Regions from separate parts of the Mus musculus genome. Here region 1 is linked to region 2. Evidence: chromatin contacts called from public Hi-C data. All regions are on one chromosome and are shown on one strand. Each heading gives the region's core, a stretch centred on a gene start, on an enhancer-like site or on the middle of the called end of the contact. The rest is flanking DNA. Distances are from core to core; before and after follow the strand shown.

Region 1 (4,025 bases), core at 471-2,970, 1.3 Mb before region 2:
AGGCAACTCTTAGCACCACACATAAGAAAAGGCTCCCTTCTCCAAGATGCTTCAGAGCCAATGTAGGAAACAAGTAAGCTAGAGTCCTGTATCATACCATGGGGCCACCAAGCAAGGCTGAGATAATGAGGGGAGACTTTATTTTTTTCCCATTTTTTATTAGGTATTTAGCTCATTTACATTTCCAATGCTATACCAAAAGTCCCCCATACCCACCCACCCCCACTCCCCTACCCGCCCACTCCCCCTTTTTGGCCCTGGCGTTCCCCTGTTCTGGGGCATATAAACTTTGCGTGTCCAATGGGCCTCTCTTTCCAGTGATGGCCGACTAGGCCATCTTTTGATACATATGCAGCTAGAGTCAAGAGCTCCGGGGTACTGGTTAGTTCATAATGTTGTTCTACCTATAGGGTTGCAGATGAGGGGAGACTTTAAATGGACCCCAAATAGACACAGTTCAGACAGGAGTACATCTCAGTGGAGTCCATGGGGTCAGTGGTCTACCACTTGACTCTGAGTTAGAGTCAAGGGTTTGAGGAGCAGATGGAATGAGGTGCCAGACCAGAAGGTAAAAGTATGATGACCTTTTAAGCAGCCAGTTCTGTCTAGCTGGGGGACTACAAAGAGAGGAAGGAAGTGGTAAAGATGGCAATACTAGCAGAAGCCAAGTGACAGGAGTTTTGAGATATGCCTGAGTATTAGTCGTCATCCTATAGGGCATGATGACTCTGTGCCAAAGCACTGATAAGCTCTGATTTTGGTTGTAGAATCCCTCAGTCTGAACCTAGGGAGTGGGTTAGAGATGAAGAATTCAGGCAGAGACTGGTTTGGTGCAGTTATCTATCCTCTTCCAGGGGAGCACTTCCTTGGTGGTTGACAATAAGCCGATGACTTGCCTAATGTGACTCAACTTCAAAGCACTCAGAAGTGAGAAGAATTCATAGCTGTGGTAGCTTGCTTCACTGACCTGCTGGCCCATCCAAGCTCTGCCCACATTTCCATGGTCACTGGCAGTGAAAGACTATGAGAACTCAGGCAACCTTGCAGGGGACCTTGGCTTTTCCATGAGTCATAAATCACATCAGAAATCTCTTGGGTTTACTCAGACCACCATGTATCTATCCAAAAACATTTTTTAAAAGATACATCACTCTAATTGGCACTGACACACACACACACACACACACACACACACACACACACACACACACACACAGAGTAACTCACTAAACAAAAGCTAAATATTTTGCTGGGTCATCAGTGAGACTGGCAGGGGTACTGATGGATGGGATGGAAACCTCCGTAGGTTGGAGGTCAGAGCATGGCTAGCAGAGAGAGCATACATCAGACAAAGTGCTACATGTTCATTTAGGCTTCAGCTCCCTGGAAGGTTTGAAACAAGGGCTGCCCAGGTGCCAAGAAAGGAGAGTGACTAGTTAGAAGGGAAAGGTGGTCACAGGTATGAATCCTTCACAGATATTGTTAGCAATTTTACCAGGAAAAGAAAACCACACCAAAGCTCCCATTCTGTCATCCCAAACATCTCCCTAGATAACAATCTCACATTGCACAGACACAGGCATATTTGATGAAGCTGGGGCGTATTGACATGAACTGCTACTACGTAGCATCAACTAGTTGCTTGGTTGGGAAGGGAGGAGCTCTTTGTCCCTTCTTTACAGCATTCACCTATACTTCATTTGTAGATCTGTCTCGTTCGTGTACTTATCAAACACCTCTGGGCACTGAGAGGGGGCTAGGCTCTGACTTACAGTCCTGGGTGAAAGTAGCCACATCCGGAGCTCTCTCCCCATCATATGGTTAGCTGCTGCCCCCTATGAAAGGCCAGGTTATCTGCAGAGCCTATGCTATTAGCTTGAGATCTTATTTGTGTGGGTAAGGAAATGTTTCTTCTTTGCCCTGGCAACTCTAGAATCAGTTTGCCGTGCCTAATTAGACCTCTTTAAAATGGTGTGACAGCTGAATATACCCTAGGGTCTTCTGATACCCTTAATGTAGTAATCATGGGTAAGTGCTAAATTTAAAAAAAAAAAGTTCCTTTTTTTTATTTTTCTGCAGCCAGATATCACAGGTTAGCTTCCAAATCACAAGGGTTCTCTTCACCCTAGACAGTACCTCCTAATGGCAGGGGGGTGCCTGAAAACCTTCATGAATTGGGATTTGGAAGAAGCCAGACCCACCCCCAGGAGCTCAGTACAACTCTCAGAGATTCTTGAGTTCATTTAGGAGGACCTCTCACATCTAACTTTACACAGGATTTGTCTCAAAGTAATATCCTGACTTAGAGAAATTGTTCCCTAGTTAGCTGTCCCCTTAACTTGAATGCCACCCTGTCCTGCCTTTTCTTCTAGCAGCTGTCTGTCTTCATTGACATCTCACCTCCTTCACCAGGCCTGGCACCGCCCCTCTCTTCCCAGCACCCAATCCCTGGTCTTCCTTTGGGCTGGCACCAAATGTCCTTCCTGTTAAGCAACTGAGCACATTTTAATGTCTCTGACTAGCTTGCTATAACCAGACAGACTGGCTTCTTGAGAATTAAGTCTAATCCAGCCATGGTACAGTAAGCCACGTTTGACCTGCAAAACCACGGTGGGGCCAGGCCACCTCCTCCCCACACACAGCGTGTGACTCATGACTTCTAGGAGGACAGTGATTGAGATAAAGGTCATTTTGGATTTCAAAGCAGTTTCTTTAATTGTTGTTGGGGTTTTTTTGGGGGGGTGATTTTTGTTTTGTTTTTAAACACCTAAGCCATTTTAGTTTTATAGCCATCAAAAGAATTTTGTAATCAAACTACTGGAAAGTGTGTAGAACTTTTCATCTTCGAGACAGTTAAAAACATTAATTAACGAGAACAGGGCACCTCTGAGGAAGAGGAAATGGCTCTGTCTGGACATGCCCCACTGCCCCTCTCTCAACTCCCTGCTGCTGTGAGACACACCCCTGTGGTCCTGGATCTGGGCTTCTCATCTTCCCAAGGCTTAGAGGATTTCATCTCCAATACAGAGCCATGGGAATTTATGCCAGGGCATGATGCGTGTGTCATGGCATGTGTGTGTATTGTTGGGCGAGGGGAGTCCAGGCTACTGTAGAGTAACACACCACAGGGGCAGCATTATTTGGGTGGAAATTCCAGTTCAAGTGCTATCTTCCAGTCCTGTAGACACTTGTCTGAGGCCCTGACAGGAATCATGGTGAATTAAATAGTCACTGTAAACTGGGCCCAACCAAGTACAACCCTGATTCCTTGAAGTCCCTCACTGTATAGTCTTATTAATCTGGAACTGTCACTGAACACTAGGGCCAGTTGCAAAAGACACTCAGTGTGCTAGAGGCCTACATAGCCTTCACTTCCTCATAGAGAAATGTGGGCCTAGTAGGATTTGCCTTCCAGATGGTTCTGTCTCCACAACTGAGCACTTACTTTCTGTCCTGACAGAGATGGTTACCTGCACTGAGGGTCAAGCTAATGAGATGGGGACCACACCAGGGAGGGAACTCAGACACCAGGAAGAATTGATCTGTTTCTCAGTTCCACTGCTCGCTACCCATGTCGCCAAGAGATCAGGCTCTATTTTTCCCATCCTTGAAATCATTCACCCTTCCTGGAGTTGGGAGAATTTGATAAGACACAGACAGTATTTAGGGTAGTTCCTAGCCCAAAACATTTTCTATTTAGAATAGCATGGGGCCAAGGGTCAGGGTGGGCAGTCATGTGAGCAGAGCAGAACATGTGGTCACCTGTTTTATGAATTCCTGATTGGGAGATGTAATGAACATCGGAAGGTGAAAGAAATAATTGCTTTCAAGTTCTCTGGAGAAGACTGCAGTGCCCCCTGTGTAGAGGTGGTGAGGGTGGTATTTTTAATTGCAGTACTGTTTCATTCAAAAATTTCTACAAGGAGCAACTAATACAGGAAGGTTGGAAAAAACTAAGAGAAACAGAAGGGATTCAAGCCATTTAGAGGGCAACATGCAGCTTAGTCTCAGCTGCTGATTCCTAG
Region 2 (4,126 bases), core at 141-2,640:
GCTTTTGACAAGCAATTTTTGCTTAGAATGAGATGTGACAGGAGTAATTAGTGTCACAAGTAATCATTTATAGTAATTTATTTAATACCTGTAGCTCTACCAGCTAGCTCTTCAATAATAACAACAACAACAACAGATCTTTCCTCCAGATACTGAATTGAGGCTCACAATCCTTATATTCAAAATAAATGAGTAGGTAAAGATTCCAAGAGAGAAAGTTTAGAAAAGGACCGGAAGCAGACTCATCGCGGACCTTACTCATCCACACATGCGATGCCGCCCCAATTCCTAGGCCGAGGTTCTCAATCATCCATGTGTAAGGAAGTCATCTAGAATTTGTTAAAGTAGACATTGCTGGGTCTGAGATGTTAGGTTGGAAACTAACTCCAAAATGATGCTGATACTGCTATCCAAAGCCCAGCATGGCCCTGCGTAGAGTGCCTTCTGTCAAACCCACAAGGAGAAGGTTTGTGCGGGCACTGATCTCTTTTATTTACTTCCAGCAGGGAAGTGATTGATGGCCAATGATGCCTGCTAGATTGTAACCACATGATTTGCAAATCCGGCCCTAGATATTTACTGTGTGAATCATCCTGCAACCAGCCATAACTTCCAGGAATTCGTGGACACGAAACCACACTCTTCGGAAAGCCTCCCCTAAAAGGAAAGCTTAAAGGATACCCAAGGGGTATGAAGTGAAGGATTTGAAGATCAATTCAACAATTACCTCATAGTGACAATCTCCAAAGACTGTGTGTGATATACCAGAAACTGACTAGAAAGAGGCCTGAAAACTCATGAAAAGGACAGACAGCCCAGGCAAACAGAAGAAAGCATAGGGCTGGTTTTGTTTGTTTTGTTTTTGGAACAAAAAGATTTATACCTCTTCATAAGGCATACATGCTTGTACTTCCTTATATGTTATGTTACAATTGAAGATGGACGGGGGGGGGCGGGGGGCAAAAAATTTTCTGCTAAGATTGGTCTGCTGTAAAGTACAAATTAAGAAATCAATCATACAGAAAATCAATTATACAGAAAAGTTTGCATTCATGATTCAACACTGATTGGCAACATATCCTGAGCATGTTTAGATAAAATATACCTTCAAGGATGCCCATAAGTGCACAGCTATGGGGCCAATAACTCCTTGTAAGTACACGTTGACGAGTGTCATAACAGATAAACAGTACTGGACAAAGAAGTAAAAGCAGGCCATTGCCCTGGAGGAGCAGCCCTGAGGTGCACTGTAATAATGCAAAGGCTTCCCCAATGCAAACATACCAGGAGATTCTAGAGAAGGTAATATCTCATGGAAGACTGTAGCTATGCCAAAAAGCATGCTGCACTGGGAAGGCAAAACAAGGCTGATGCTGTAAAGTGGGAGGAAGCACGGTCGTGGGAGACACACCCTCTGACTCACTGCAGACCTTGGCCTTATGCCTCACATTCAACAGACACTAAATAAATAAACCTTCAAACACACAAGCGGAAAATAGAACAGTGGAGAGAAGAGGTGGCTGACAAAGGACACAGAACAAGGATGCAGGATGGACAGGTTTATGGCCAGAAAGCTGACATTAATAAAATTAGAGGGTATTTGGGACTTATGATAAGTTATTTTCTGTTCTCTCTCTCTCTGTCTCTCTCTGTCTCTCTCTGTCTCTCTCTCTCTCTCTCTCTCTCTCTCTCTCACACACACACACACACATGCATGCACATACACATGCACATGCACACACACACATACATACATACACATTCACATACACACACAACCTACATGAGATGATAGCTCTGTTAATTACTTTTGCACACAATGACCAAATACCGGACAGAAGCGACTAGAAGCAGGAGGGACTTATTTTGTCTCATGGTTTCAGAGTGTGCTGTCCATTGTGGTCAGTGTGGTAAAGAAAAATGGTTTAAATCATAGCAGACCAGGAAGCGCCATGGCAGCAGTGAAGTGCAGCTCCCTGTCCGCAGTACTTGCATAGTGCTGCCCACACTCAAGGAGAACGATGATCCCTCAGCAGTCCTCTCTGGACACACAGGCACAAGTGCGCCTCTCCTGTCTCCTAGGTAATCCAAAATCAGTCAAATTGGCAATGAAAATTACCCATCACAACAGGCATGTCAACTTTTCCCACTGTAATTGCCACATGACTGCCTATGTGTGGCCTATAACATCCTATTGCAAACTCCAAATATACAAAACAAGATATATTTTAACAATTAAAAGTAAATGCATAAACTGCTTAAAAGTTTTACCATATACAAAAAGCACATGCCTTTGCATGTCTGTTTACCCCACGTTGGGTAAATACTTGTGTCTGCCTCTAGATATTTGATGTTTGCCTCCATGGAGCAGTCTTTAAGGGTCTGCACTGTTCACCAGTGAACCCACGGTGCCTGCAGCATTATCCTGTGATGGAAATGCTCAACACCACCACTGGGTTAGCAAACTGTCCCATGAGGCCACATGGTGCTGCCAGAGGCCTCACACAAACTTGCACAAAAAGAAGAGGTGGTAATCACATATTTGAATGAGATTCCTCTTATAATTTTCCCCAAAGCAGGCACTATGACAGAGTGGGAGGACCTCCAGGGGAGGGATTTTCTGGGCTGCCTTCCAGGTAATGCTGATACAATGCCCTCTGCTGGGAATGACTGCCAGAAACCAGGAAGCTGAACTATGCATGTTTAATAGAAGGCCTTGTGCTTCCTATCAGTAGGAATGGCCATGAACACCTTAGGAGAGGATGAAGAAAGTCCAGCTGAAACCCAAGCAAAGCAAACCTAAAGTGTTGAGTTCTAGGACAGTGCCTCTGCAGCCATGGGGCAGCTGGCTGATGCTTCGTACCTCTCCAGATGTGGGAGCTGCAGAATCTGTGGCAGCAAGAGAAAGGAGTCAGACATAGTAGGCTTACTTAAAATGGTCTAGAAATCATATTTTTGTGTTAAACTATGGAGGGCCAAAGAAGAAGAAAGCATGTTCTAATGATGTTCTCAGAGGCATCCTCATGGCCTCCATATGGTCCAGAATATTACAACTAGCCAGTCTTAGCCTAATGTTTACCTTGTTTGAGACAGTCTTATTTAATGGTCAACTATTAACAGTACCTCCCCTTGCTCTTAGAAACGCCTCTGTTTAGAAGACATTTAGCATCCTTCATCCTATTTATCCCCTCTCTTCTTCAATGCTTCCTCCACACCACAGCTAAAAGATTACTTAGTCTACGATGCCTGACTCCTTCCAGGTTAAAAATTACCATGGTTTCTCAATGTTGACTTGCAAAGCCTATTCTGCCAGACCTCTTCTTCATCCTTCCTTCTAACCACCATCTTGAGCTTCTTGGGAGCTCTGGGGCCTCCTGCCTCGGTCTTTCACATATGCTGGTCTTCCTGCCAGGCACGCTCTCCTGCTTTGTTCCCCCTCACCTGCTAATGTCCACTAAGCATCAGCTCATCCAGAAAAGCCCCTCCTCCAGGAATCCTCTGACCCACCCTCAAGAACATGCATTAGCACGTCTGTTTACCCCACGTTGGGTAAATACTTGTGTCTGCCTCTAGATATTTGATGTTTGCCTCCATGGAGCAGTCTTTAAGGATCTGCACTGCTCACCAGTGAACCCACGGTGCCTGCAGCATTATCCTGTGATGGAAATGCTCAACACCACCACTGGGTTAGCAAACTGTCCCGTGAGGCCACATATTACAATTTCTGATGTGGAAATAACCAAGATTCATTTTATTCATGGGTATATTAACCATTAGCACAGATCACTGAAAATTTACTGACTTAAAGCAACACAGACTTCTGCCTTTTAGTTCTGGAAGCATGATGTTTATGATGGATCTCCCAAAGGTTATACACAGATGACAGCAATGGTGTATTCCCCGTACGACCAGTTTGCCTGGCAGGAAGGGATATAATCTGCCTGCCTACCTTGAGGTCCTCACTCCCACCAACAAGGTCCTTTTGTAAGAAGGGCAGCATAATCATAGGCTTTTAGGTTAGGGTGTCCACATTCCTGAGGGCCATTATCAGGCCTGCGACTACTTTTGAATGGATCTCTTTCCTTATAGGGATTTAACAACAACCTCAGGACAGGAACTGCTCGTT

What was found. Hi-C and Micro-C count contacts between places; a contact is called where the count stands out from the background.
Region 1: a contact with region 2 is called in a Hi-C map of the STO cell line, with 2.9 times the contacts expected there. The contact joins two enhancer-like sites. A contact is called at or near these places in 1 of 39 promoter capture datasets (the 3T3-L1 cell line), 4 of 15 datasets of contacts at CTCF or cohesin (the NIH/3T3 cell line, embryonic stem cells, pro-B cells and 1 more), 97 of 484 Hi-C or Micro-C datasets (the 63-12 cell line, the AML12 cell line, the AtT-20 cell line and 59 more) and 8 of 115 datasets of contacts at active chromatin or transcription factors (the NIH/3T3 cell line, acute myeloid leukemia, astrocytes and 5 more).

Annotation. Positions count from the first base shown.
Region 1 is chr14:29,079,331-29,083,355 of GRCm38.p6, reverse strand. All of the region lies in intron 17 of Cacna2d3 (calcium channel, voltage-dependent, alpha2/delta subunit 3), which reads left to right. Among named protein-coding and RNA genes, the nearest start is that of Lrtm1, 63 kb to the right of the region's middle. Within about 2 kb of position 1,720, at least 29 of the 459 cell types and tissues checked have an H3K27ac peak or open chromatin away from gene starts, as enhancers often do. A contact at or near this core is called in the STO cell line, granulosa cells and tail fibroblasts, where this site is marked.
Region 2 is chr14:27,820,520-27,824,645 of GRCm38.p6, reverse strand. All of the region lies in intron 4 of Erc2 (ELKS/RAB6-interacting/CAST family member 2), which reads right to left. Among named protein-coding and RNA genes, the nearest start is that of Gm45645, 18 kb to the left of the region's middle. Within about 2 kb of position 1,390, at least 55 of the 459 cell types and tissues checked have an H3K27ac peak or open chromatin away from gene starts, as enhancers often do. A contact at or near this core is called in the STO cell line, granulosa cells and tail fibroblasts, where this site is marked.